Regions from separate parts of the Hordeum vulgare genome. Here regions 1 and 3 are each linked to region 2. A link is a contact called in public Hi-C data. All regions are on one chromosome and are shown on one strand. The core of a region is the stretch at or near the end of the contact, and the rest is flanking DNA. Distances in the headings are between cores, read along the strand shown.

The links. Hi-C and Micro-C count contacts between places; a contact is called where the count stands out from the background.
Region 1: a Hi-C map of seedling shows a contact between it and region 2, with 2.8 times the contacts expected there. The contact joins the promoter of LOC123396004 here to the promoter of LOC123395690 in region 2. A contact is called at or near these places in 3 of 6 Hi-C or Micro-C datasets (leaf and seedling) and 1 of 1 datasets of contacts at active chromatin or transcription factors (embryo).
Region 3: a contact with region 2 is called in a Hi-C map of seedling, with 4 times the contacts expected there. The contact joins the promoter of LOC123395592 here to the promoter of LOC123395690 in region 2. A contact is called at or near these places in 3 of 6 Hi-C or Micro-C datasets (leaf and seedling) and 1 of 1 datasets of contacts at active chromatin or transcription factors (embryo).

The regions. Positions count from the first base shown.
Region 1 is chr5H:55,661,363-55,664,516 of MorexV3_pseudomolecules_assembly, forward strand. It overlaps LOC123396004 (peroxisomal membrane protein PMP22), which reads left to right and starts at 1,497. Exons shown (of 6, transcript XM_045091030.1): 1 at 1,497-1,883; 2 at 2,604-2,708; 3 at 2,811-2,886. The coding sequence starts at 1,713.
Region 2 is chr5H:55,085,285-55,088,598 of MorexV3_pseudomolecules_assembly, forward strand. It overlaps LOC123395690 (protein DA1-related 1-like), which reads right to left and starts at 2,016. Exons shown (of 13, transcript XM_045090725.1): 1 at 1,928-2,016.
Region 3 is chr5H:54,371,553-54,374,782 of MorexV3_pseudomolecules_assembly, forward strand. It overlaps LOC123395592 (calcineurin B-like protein 2), which reads right to left and starts at 1,682. Exons shown (of 9, transcript XM_045090612.1): 1 at 1,432-1,682; 2 at 1,069-1,282; 3 at 901-983; 4 at 683-742. The coding sequence starts at 1,189.

The sequences.
Region 1 (3,154 bases), core at 247-2,746, 580 kb after region 2:
GCTATTGTACATGAACAAAGCTCCCGGTTCCCAGGTATGCTTGGCTCAATAGATTGCATGCATTGGAGTTGGAAGAACTGTCCAAAGGCATTGGCATGGGCAATTCCATGACTAGAAAAAGGGTTCCACCATAATTCTTCAAGCGGTGGCCGATCAAGAGACTTGGATTTGGCATGCTTTTTTGGAAATGCGTGGATCTTTGAATGACATCAACGTTGTTAATCGGTCACCACTCATGAATAATATTGCAAATGGTGAACTGCCACTGATGGAGTTTGTAGCAAATGCACATACATACAACTATGGCTACTATCTTGCGGATGGCATCTACCCGAAGTGGCAAACATTTGTGAAACCGTTGAAAAAACCGAAAAGTAAGAAAAATATAGATTTCTATAATGCAGAGGGGGCGGCTCGGAAATATGTGGAGAGAGATTTTGGGATTTTACAAGCCCAATTTGCTATTCTCAGAAGACCGGCTAGATTTGGGGATCAAAAGATCATTTGGTACATCATGCACGCTTGTGTGATCATGCATAACATGATCATCGAGAATGAGCGTGGCCAAGATTTAGACTACTCTCAGTATGAGCTCTTGAGACATTGCGTGCGAGTGTATCGGAGTGCTGCGAGGGTGGTCCGATTTGTTGCCTCTTATCATGCCATTCGACGTGACCAAACGCATAATGATCTTCAGAAGGATCTAAGGCTGGTCATAGTGGAGAGTATCATATAGTAGTATCATGCATATGATATTACTCCAACCCTCCCTCTCATCTTTAATTGTGTGTCACATCAGCATGTTTGCTAGTCTCAAGAACATGATACTACCTAAGTTACTCCCACTATGGCCAGCCTAATCGAGGAGTGGTGGAAATGGAATGACCGATAAAACGAATGATGATTTGTATGTTTGATGTTGTACGCTTGATGTTGTAATGTCGAACTATTATTGTATTGGAAGATAAACTATTTGACAATAATTGAATTATTTATTATTTTTTATGTGTTTGATCTTATTATTGTTTTTGTTTAAAGTGGTATATGTTGTTTGTGCTGGGCGTGAATCATTTTTTTTTTGCAGCGTCTGCTGGAGCTGTTCGCGCGTACAATTTTTTACGACGTTCGCTGAAGCTAGCGCTCTCCGCGCTCTAAAAGTCATTATTTTAATGCTGCAAAATGTTTTTAACGCAGGCGACGGTTGAACGGCTATTGGATAGATGTTCTAATGCATTATTTATACTTTTTATTACTAAGGAAGCAGCATCCAAGTTCATCATCACCTCTAGGGTTTTCCCTAGACCGGAAAAAGGACGTTCATAGTCCTATATAAAACGTGGTCACCAAGTTTGACTAACTAGAGGTTAAATTAGAAGAATATGCTAAACCGATGCCCGATTGGCTGCAGGCCGTCGATTATTCAACCGCCGGCTTCGTGCCCGTTTCCTTTCGATTTCTTCGCTCGTAGCGAGCGAGCCACCGTACCAATTTCCGAGCACTTAACTCGCACGACCTACTCGCCCACCAACCAACCACCCTGCTGCGACCTGACTGACCAGGCCGAGTTGATCGATAATAAATCAGCACGCTGCACGCTGCACGCGCGGGGTGCCCGCTTGAGAAGCAGAGGAGGAAGAAAGATCGGGAGGAGCAACTGATTCGTTCGCGGAAAAAGCACCGCGAAAAAGATCAGATCCGCCTCTCCGCGCGGCATGTCTGAGGTGGCGGCCATGGCGGGGCAGGCGTACATGAGGCAGCTCGCCAAGCACCCTCTCCGCACCAAGGCCATCACCTCCGGGGTGCTGGCCGGCTGCAGCGACGCCGTCGCCCAGAAGATCTCCGGCGTCAAGAAGCTCCAGCTCAGGAGGCTCCTCCTCATAATGGTACCTAGCTTGCCACTGCCTTCTCAATTCCCTTGCTTGTTTTGTAATTTGCCGATCCATACGTCACATCTCTTGATCCATCCCCACCGGCCACCTACCCCGCCAAGTAAGAATACTACTGGTGTTAGTACTGCCGCCGTCTATTTGATGAATCAAGGTTAACCAACGCAGTAACCTTGTCTTATTAATTTCCACAAATCTAATTAGGTAGTAATAGTACCTAGTAACAACTAGTATTATGTTTAAGTTCAGAAAACGGCAATCCACAATAATTATACTATATTGTGAGTTTTCAGATAATTTTGTAAATTTCCGTAGATGTACAATATACATTAGAATTATGATATTTTTTTAACTGTACAAAAAGACAAATTTGTGTATACTGATCCTACTTTCATGTTTTTCTTTGTACATTATACAAAAGATCATATTTTTGCACAAAATCTGCAGTTTTATGAGTTTATCTACTGATTTTCTAGAGTGGAAGATAATATTATCATTCTTATTATATGAATGCGAGTGACGTGTTTTGAATCGGGCAGAAACTAATGGTTAGATGAAGGGCTTGACCTTATGCTTAGTGTCTGTCTTTTTAGTTCAGTACTGCATGCACCAAAGAGCTTAAGCAATCCATTCATTCTACTCTTCTTTTGATATCATATACGCTGTCGTAACTAGTATCTAACTTGTATTATGACCATGTGATTGGCAAACAAACAGTTCTATGGATTTGCATACGCAGGACCATTCGGTCATTTTTTCCACAAGCTTATGGACAAGATTTTCAAGGGACAGAAGAAAGGAAAAGAGACTACAGCCAAGAAGGCATGCATGCAACTATCTTGGATCTTGGCATTTACTCATGGACCATGCATCATTTTCTTGCAGCTCAATTAATTAGCTGCTATTCTTGCACTATATATGCAGGTCATAGTGGAGCAGCTAACTGTATCACCATGGAACAATATGATGTTCATGATGTACTATGGTCTGATAGTTGAAGGTATTCTAAGTTGAATGCATATTTTATTTTCCAAATCAAACTCCTGTATATGTACAGATATCAAGATATTCACAACAAAAGAAAGTACAGATATTAAGAGAAATCTTGCTGGCAGCTCTTTTCATGTATATGTACAGATATCATTTCATTTCTACAAAACGACTAAAACTTAATCTGTCCCTTATTTTCCAAAACAAAAATAAAAATGCTAGTGCGGATCTCAATTGTGAGGTTCCTGGGGCTGTAGGATACTGTTTTGAATTTTGCC
Region 2 (3,314 bases), core at 766-3,265:
AGAGGGGGGCAACCAACCACCGGAGAGACGGGCGAGCCAGCGGTGTCTTGCGCTCGACGGCGCGGCGCCCGCGGGGAGAGGGGGATAAAGAGAGGAGAGGGCGCGAGAGGGACGCGAGAGCGGGCGAGACAAGTAGGCGGCCGGGGCGGGGGAAGAGGACAAGCGGGGTGGGAGCAAAAGGGAACAAATGCGTGACATGGACGGGAAACGGAGGGGAGGTGGTGGTGGTGGAGGAGGAGGAGGAGGTTGCCCGGTCAAAAAGCGGGGGGAGGGGAGGGGAGGTGACGTCCGCCTCGCGCCACCCCCCAGCGCAGCGCCGCGCAGCTGGCACAGCGACGCCTCGCTCGTGCGCGCGGCGGGTGGCACGGAACGGGATGGGAAGGGAGGCGCCCGACCACATGGGCGGTGGCGCGGCGGCGCATTTCGTCGAACGCGCCGCGGCCGTCATGCGGGGAGGGGATCCGCCCGGAGGAGGGACGGGGAGGTGAGAGGAGGAGTGGAGAGTGACTGTCTGCTGGTTGACTTGTTTTTCTACACTTCCAACGCGGTTACGCTTTATCATTTCTCAGAAATCAAGAAAGCAAAGCCAGCTACTCCTTTATTATTATTTCAAAATAACTGAAGTTTTAGGATTGTGCCCATTTAATCTTTCTTTAATTTTGGCCAAATCTGAAAAGAAAATCTATGAACATCATCAATCCTAGTGTATATAATATGAAAACATATACTCCCTCCATTCCTAAATATAAGTCTTTGTAGAGGTTTCATTACATACTACATACGGATATATATATAGACATACTTTAAAATGTAGATTCATTCATTTTGCTCCGTGCGTAGTTTTTAGTGAAATCTCTATAAAGATTTATATTTAGGAACGGACGAAGTATTTCATAACGAATTGCTTGAGGAAAATTTGGCGTTGTAGATGTTAACTTGTATTTTACATAAACTCGGTCAAACGTAATGAAGTTTGACTTCAAAAAAACTTTGATTATTTTAGAACAGAGAGAGTAATAAATAACATGACTGATTGTTTAATTTGAAAATGTCTCAAAATATTAATGCATGCTTCATTTAAAAAAGGAAATTTTCCATATGTTTAATTTGTAAATGTCTCAAAATATAATGCATGCTTCATTTAAAAAAGGAATTTGTCCATATGTTTAATTTGTAAATGTCTCTAATGTAATCTCCTGTTCTCCCTAATATGTGATTTTTGAAGATCCAGCACTCCTAGGCCACCACGATCTTTTGACAATCAAACGACAAGCCAATTAATTAGATAATATTTCCTTTTGTTTTCCGTTTCCTTCCAAATGTTTTCCAATACACCTTTTGGTGCTTCCACGAAGGAAACATGTACAATTGTACATTATTTAGGCATGAGTTGGTTAGGGTCATTCCATCACATGTAGATCCAATATTTCCTTTCCACCATTCCATTTATTATCAATCTTCTCTTTCACATGGCCCCATTGAGTATTTTTCACATTAATGGGCATTCCTAAGGACTACATGTGTATTTATTTTATAATAGAATAACTTGGTGAGTCCATGTTTCAACATTAGTGGTGAAAGGGACAACATGATTATATAGAGGAGATATTCCTGTGTTTAGAAGGTGGTCTCGAAATCAAATGGATTTATGCTTTTCACCTGATCAATTCGATCATAATATAAGAGTGGAAGGCCAAACTCTACCAGAGTTCTTCATGCCCAAACAGAAGCAAAGCTTCTAAAACGAATAGAAGACTTCTAAAACGAATAGAGGCCAATTCAACTTCACTCAACAACAAGAAAATCAAGAACAACATAGATCAAAGTTTGGGCACGAGATTAAAGAAGAATATCAACAGAATATAATAACTACGCTCTATCGTATAGAACAACATAGAAGCACAACATTATAAACAATCCACCAAACCTTTGGAGTCGGCGTGGGGGAACCCTCAGAAGAAATAGAGTCAGATCTGCCGACGATTGGATCGCTAAGAAGAATTAGGGCAAAAGGTCAACTACTGGAGAGACGGGGGGACCACTGGTGTCTTGAGATAGACGACGCCCACGGGAAGGATAAAGAAAGGAGAGACCGCAAGAGAGATGTGAGAGTGGGAAAAAAGTAGGTAGCCAGGGTGGGGGAAGACGACAGGAAAGGTGGTAGCAAGAAGGAAACAAATGTGTGACATCGTGGGAAGGAAGAAAAAGGGAGGAAGTTGTTGGGTCAGAAGGGGGAGGGAAGGTGAAATCCGCCTTGCGCCGTCCATGCCCTAGTGCGGCGCGGTGAGTTGGCACAATGATGACACTCTAGCATGCTCGTGCATTCGGCAGGTGGCACGTGAGGAGGGAGGGGCGCACAATGGCGACACATTTTGCCGAAATCATCGCAGACGTCATCCAAAAGGAATCACCCGAACAAGGGACATAGAGGCGAGAGGAAGAGTCACGATATCTGCGGGTCTTTTTTCATTCCAATACTGATACACAAGTACTTATTACTAGACTCCGCATCTCAAAATATAGGACATGTTTAATTTAATTTTGTATTCTCTAATATAGGGGTTTCAACTATAATTTAACTTACACTATATGGAAAGAATAGGGCAATGATATGATATAGAAAATATTAATGTAAACAAACTTAGGATAGTGTCACCACAAAAAGGGGTTAATTTGGTATATGCCAATGTCATAACAACACTACCAAAGTATCCAAGTGTTAGCAATGGTATTCTTTTCCAAGTTTTCCTTCTTTTTCCTTGACAAAAATTATGAATACATAAAGTTGACAATGACATTGTATATTGAATCAACCCTTATCGCTACTAAACCGATAATTCCTTTTCTTTTCCTTTTTAGCGAAAAGCATCAGATCTGTCATAAAAGTTCACATGGACCGATAATTTCTTAATTCTTCGTTGAGCAGCTCAATAGTAAGATTAGCCTAGTTTTTTGGCTTCTGAATTTATGCATGGTAATTTTAATTTTGTCCATATTTGACTACAAAATTCGTTTCTCATTTAGATTATACTAGTTCCGGTGTTGTCTAGATTCGTCTAGTTCACGCTTTTGAATTTATGTAGTTACGTTATGGTATTGCTAAGTCTAAAGTAATACACAAACATAGATGCAACATTTTACATTTAGGAATGTGCAACTCACAATGTTGCACATTTATATGCATAAAGTTGCATGATATATTCTAGGTTTTATATGCCTGAAATAGAAATTCAGATAGGAGTACTCCACTGGTTAAACACAAAGATGTGCTTATACTTAGCTTTAAAATTCTCTTATTTTTAATCTCTGTTTTT
Region 3 (3,230 bases), core at 432-2,931, 710 kb before region 2:
AATCGAAGCCGGACTCCGCCAAACGCATAAATGGCCGCAAAGGGCACTGCATGGGCCACAGAAGGTGAATACTTGAAATATTCACTGTCTGATCAAATTGTCTTGACCGCTGGTTGAAGGTAGCTAACAGGTAGACATAGACCTCACATGATTAACCAATGATGGACATTGTTTAGAAAATTGTCGAGCGGAAATACAAGACAGAAAGGGTAAATCCTATTTCAGACTACTGAGAATCATATAGTAATAGTTGTATGACTCTAAAAACCATGCCATGGGCTGAATCAGACACTCCGAACCCATATCGGAATCCGTATGTTATTAGCTCTATCCAAAAATCTTGCCTAATCGAAGTCGGACTCCGCCAAACACATAAATGGCCGAGTAATACTGTGATGCATGAATATCTGATGCGAGGATCAGCGGAATTCTGCTGACTCATACGATTTCGACAAAATAATTACGAGCCAACTATCGCATGTGTAGCATCGGTAAGTATTGAACAGAGTTCAATTGCCGATGCAACATTAACTGTCGAGAACCCCTGAATCTCATCGATTTTGACCAGGTCCCTACAAATAGTAAGTGCATGGTAGTAATGCTGATACCAAATATGCAACGGCAACATCATGACAAGCAGCAGTACACAGCAATCAAGTGTGTCGAACTAACGCGGACTTACACGATCAGCGAAGAGGCTCTCCTTCTTGCTCGTCTTGAAGAGCGCCAACTGGAACTCCTCCTGCACAGCGCGAACAAATCAGAACCGCAGCACAGGCCAGACGATTCACAATACCCAAACACAATCCTCAGAACATAACCTACAGTAGCGATATGCAACCTACAGTGCTTACACACAGAACTGAGCTGCGAAACAAGCGCTCGTCAGCGACCGCCTACCTTGTTAATCAGCCCGTCATCGATGACGGCGCTGCTGATCTTCTTGAAGAGCTCGTACAGCGCCTCGACCTCGCTCACGCTGACTGCGCCACGCAGCACAGTTCAGTTCAGCTCAGTTCCCCCGCTATGAATGAATGAATGAAGCGAGCAGAAGGTCGAGGGACGTACAGACGGTCTCCCGCGCGAGGACCTGGGGGTCCTCGAGCCCCCGGGGCTGCTTGAGCTCGAGGTCGCAGCACTTGAAGAGGACCGCGAGGAGGTGCTTGACGCCGTCGAGACACTGCACCATGGTATGCGCCCCGCTGCCTCCGCCAACAACGCCGCCGCGCGACCCCCGCTAGTCATCGCGGCCGCCCATTCCGCGGCCGGCCGGTCCTCGATCCTGCAGCAGGAGGGTCGGCCGCCACCGTGTCAGTCAGCGTCAGCGCCAGCGCCGGGCCCGCGTCGCGAGGCGGTGGATCCGATCGCCCGGGCTCTGGACTCTGGACTCTGGAGCAAGCAAGGGGGGAGGGGCGCGGCGGACGGGCGTACCTCGGCGGGGTCTCCCTCCGGTAGGGGAGGGGAAGGAGCGGCGCGGCGCCCGCGATCCGGACTCTCGCTCGCCGCCAGTGGCAGCGGGCTGGCTAGGGCACCGGGGGACTCGAGCAGGAGGAGGAGGGAGGAGCTGTGGCGGCAGCGGAGCAGCGGGCGGAAGGAAGCAATCAATCGAGTAGCGTGCGCGAACGGGACGCGTCTCGTCTCCGCCCCGTCGTTTTGTTTCCCTCTGCCTCTGCCTCTGCCTCTGCCTGGGGTGGTGGGAGGTTCGTTTCGGGCTCATGATTGGGCCGCGGGCTTGCAGGGGGCGGGGCCCACCGCGACGAGCCACCGCAGCAAAGGAGCCGAGCCGGGAGGAGGAGGAGGGACGGAGGCCGCCCAGCTCTTCACCGGGATACTTTTACGCTTGTCTCCGTGCCACTCGCGTTTATTCCTTTTTTTTATTTAGCTTCGGTCGCAGTCTACCGTTCCCGTTTGCTTGCCTTCTGCTATATGAGGTGACAGCTGATTTGGTTGATAAGGCAGGTGGAAACTTTTGAGACGAGATGGTAGACAGAATATATCACTTATTTTACATACTGCCTGGTTTTTCTATAGATGATACATAGGCGTTTGTTTCAGAAGTCCCGAGACTTTTTTTTAGTTCCAATTAAAAGTCTCTAATCCTTACCCGTTTGTTTTCAGGGACTAAATAGGGACTAGAGGTCATTAAATGACATGCAAAAAAACCATGTTACCCTTAGTAATGTAGTAGTAGTTATTAAATGACATGCTAAAAGTAGGGGCATTGTTGGAAAAAAGTGTCAAAAAGTCATAAAAAGACCCTTCCATAGGAACTTCTCCAAATAGTCTCAAATACCCTCTTTTAGTCCCTAAAAGTCCCTCCCGTTTGTTTCACATGGGACTTTTTGAGACTTTTTTTAATCCCTACATCAAAAAGTCCCTGAAAACAAACACCCCCATAGACTTTTGAGGAGTGTCACCTTGTTGGCTAGGATAGCACAGAGCTATCTGTCTAGCCCAGCCGGGTTCGAACCACGGAGTGCCCTGTGGTGCTTAGAGTGCCTTTTATATAAAAAATACTTCATCTGTTTTTATATTATTTTTTTTAAGATCTTATCAAGATTAGAGAAAAAATAAATCTATATTTTAAAATATATCTATATACATATACATGTAATTCATTAGTGAAATCTTTAAAAAGTCTTATATTTAGGAATGAAGGAAGCATGTCTCTAAGTCTAGTTCTGGATAGTCTCGTTCTTTTATACATAGATTTTTCTTTCTTATTTTTATTTTTCTTATATGTCGCGTGTATTCCATGTTATATTATACTCCCTCCGTTCATAAATATATACTCAAAATATGTTTATATACATATGTATGTAGTCTATAGTAAAATCTTTAGAAACACTTGTATTTGGGAAGGGGGAGTATATGGGTGTGACTAGCTCTCATCCAGATGAGAGTTAACAAAGTCATATCTAACTTCTACATCATTTGACGCAAAGATTCGTGGGGTTCTTCATTTTATTTTCCTGTTTGATTGATGAGATAATCTACAAATTAGATGCAATTTTGTTAATTTTCATATTGATGAGAATTAGCAAATATGTACCCCCTCCGTCTGAAATACTTGCGGAGAAACGAATAAAAACGGATGTATTTAAAACTAAAATACGTGTGGATACATCGATTTCTTCGACAAGTATTTCCGGACGGATGGAGTATATTATAGCCACAAAAGAATGGAGTTTCTGTGTATGACTAAAGGCTAATGTGCGCTTTATCGCCCC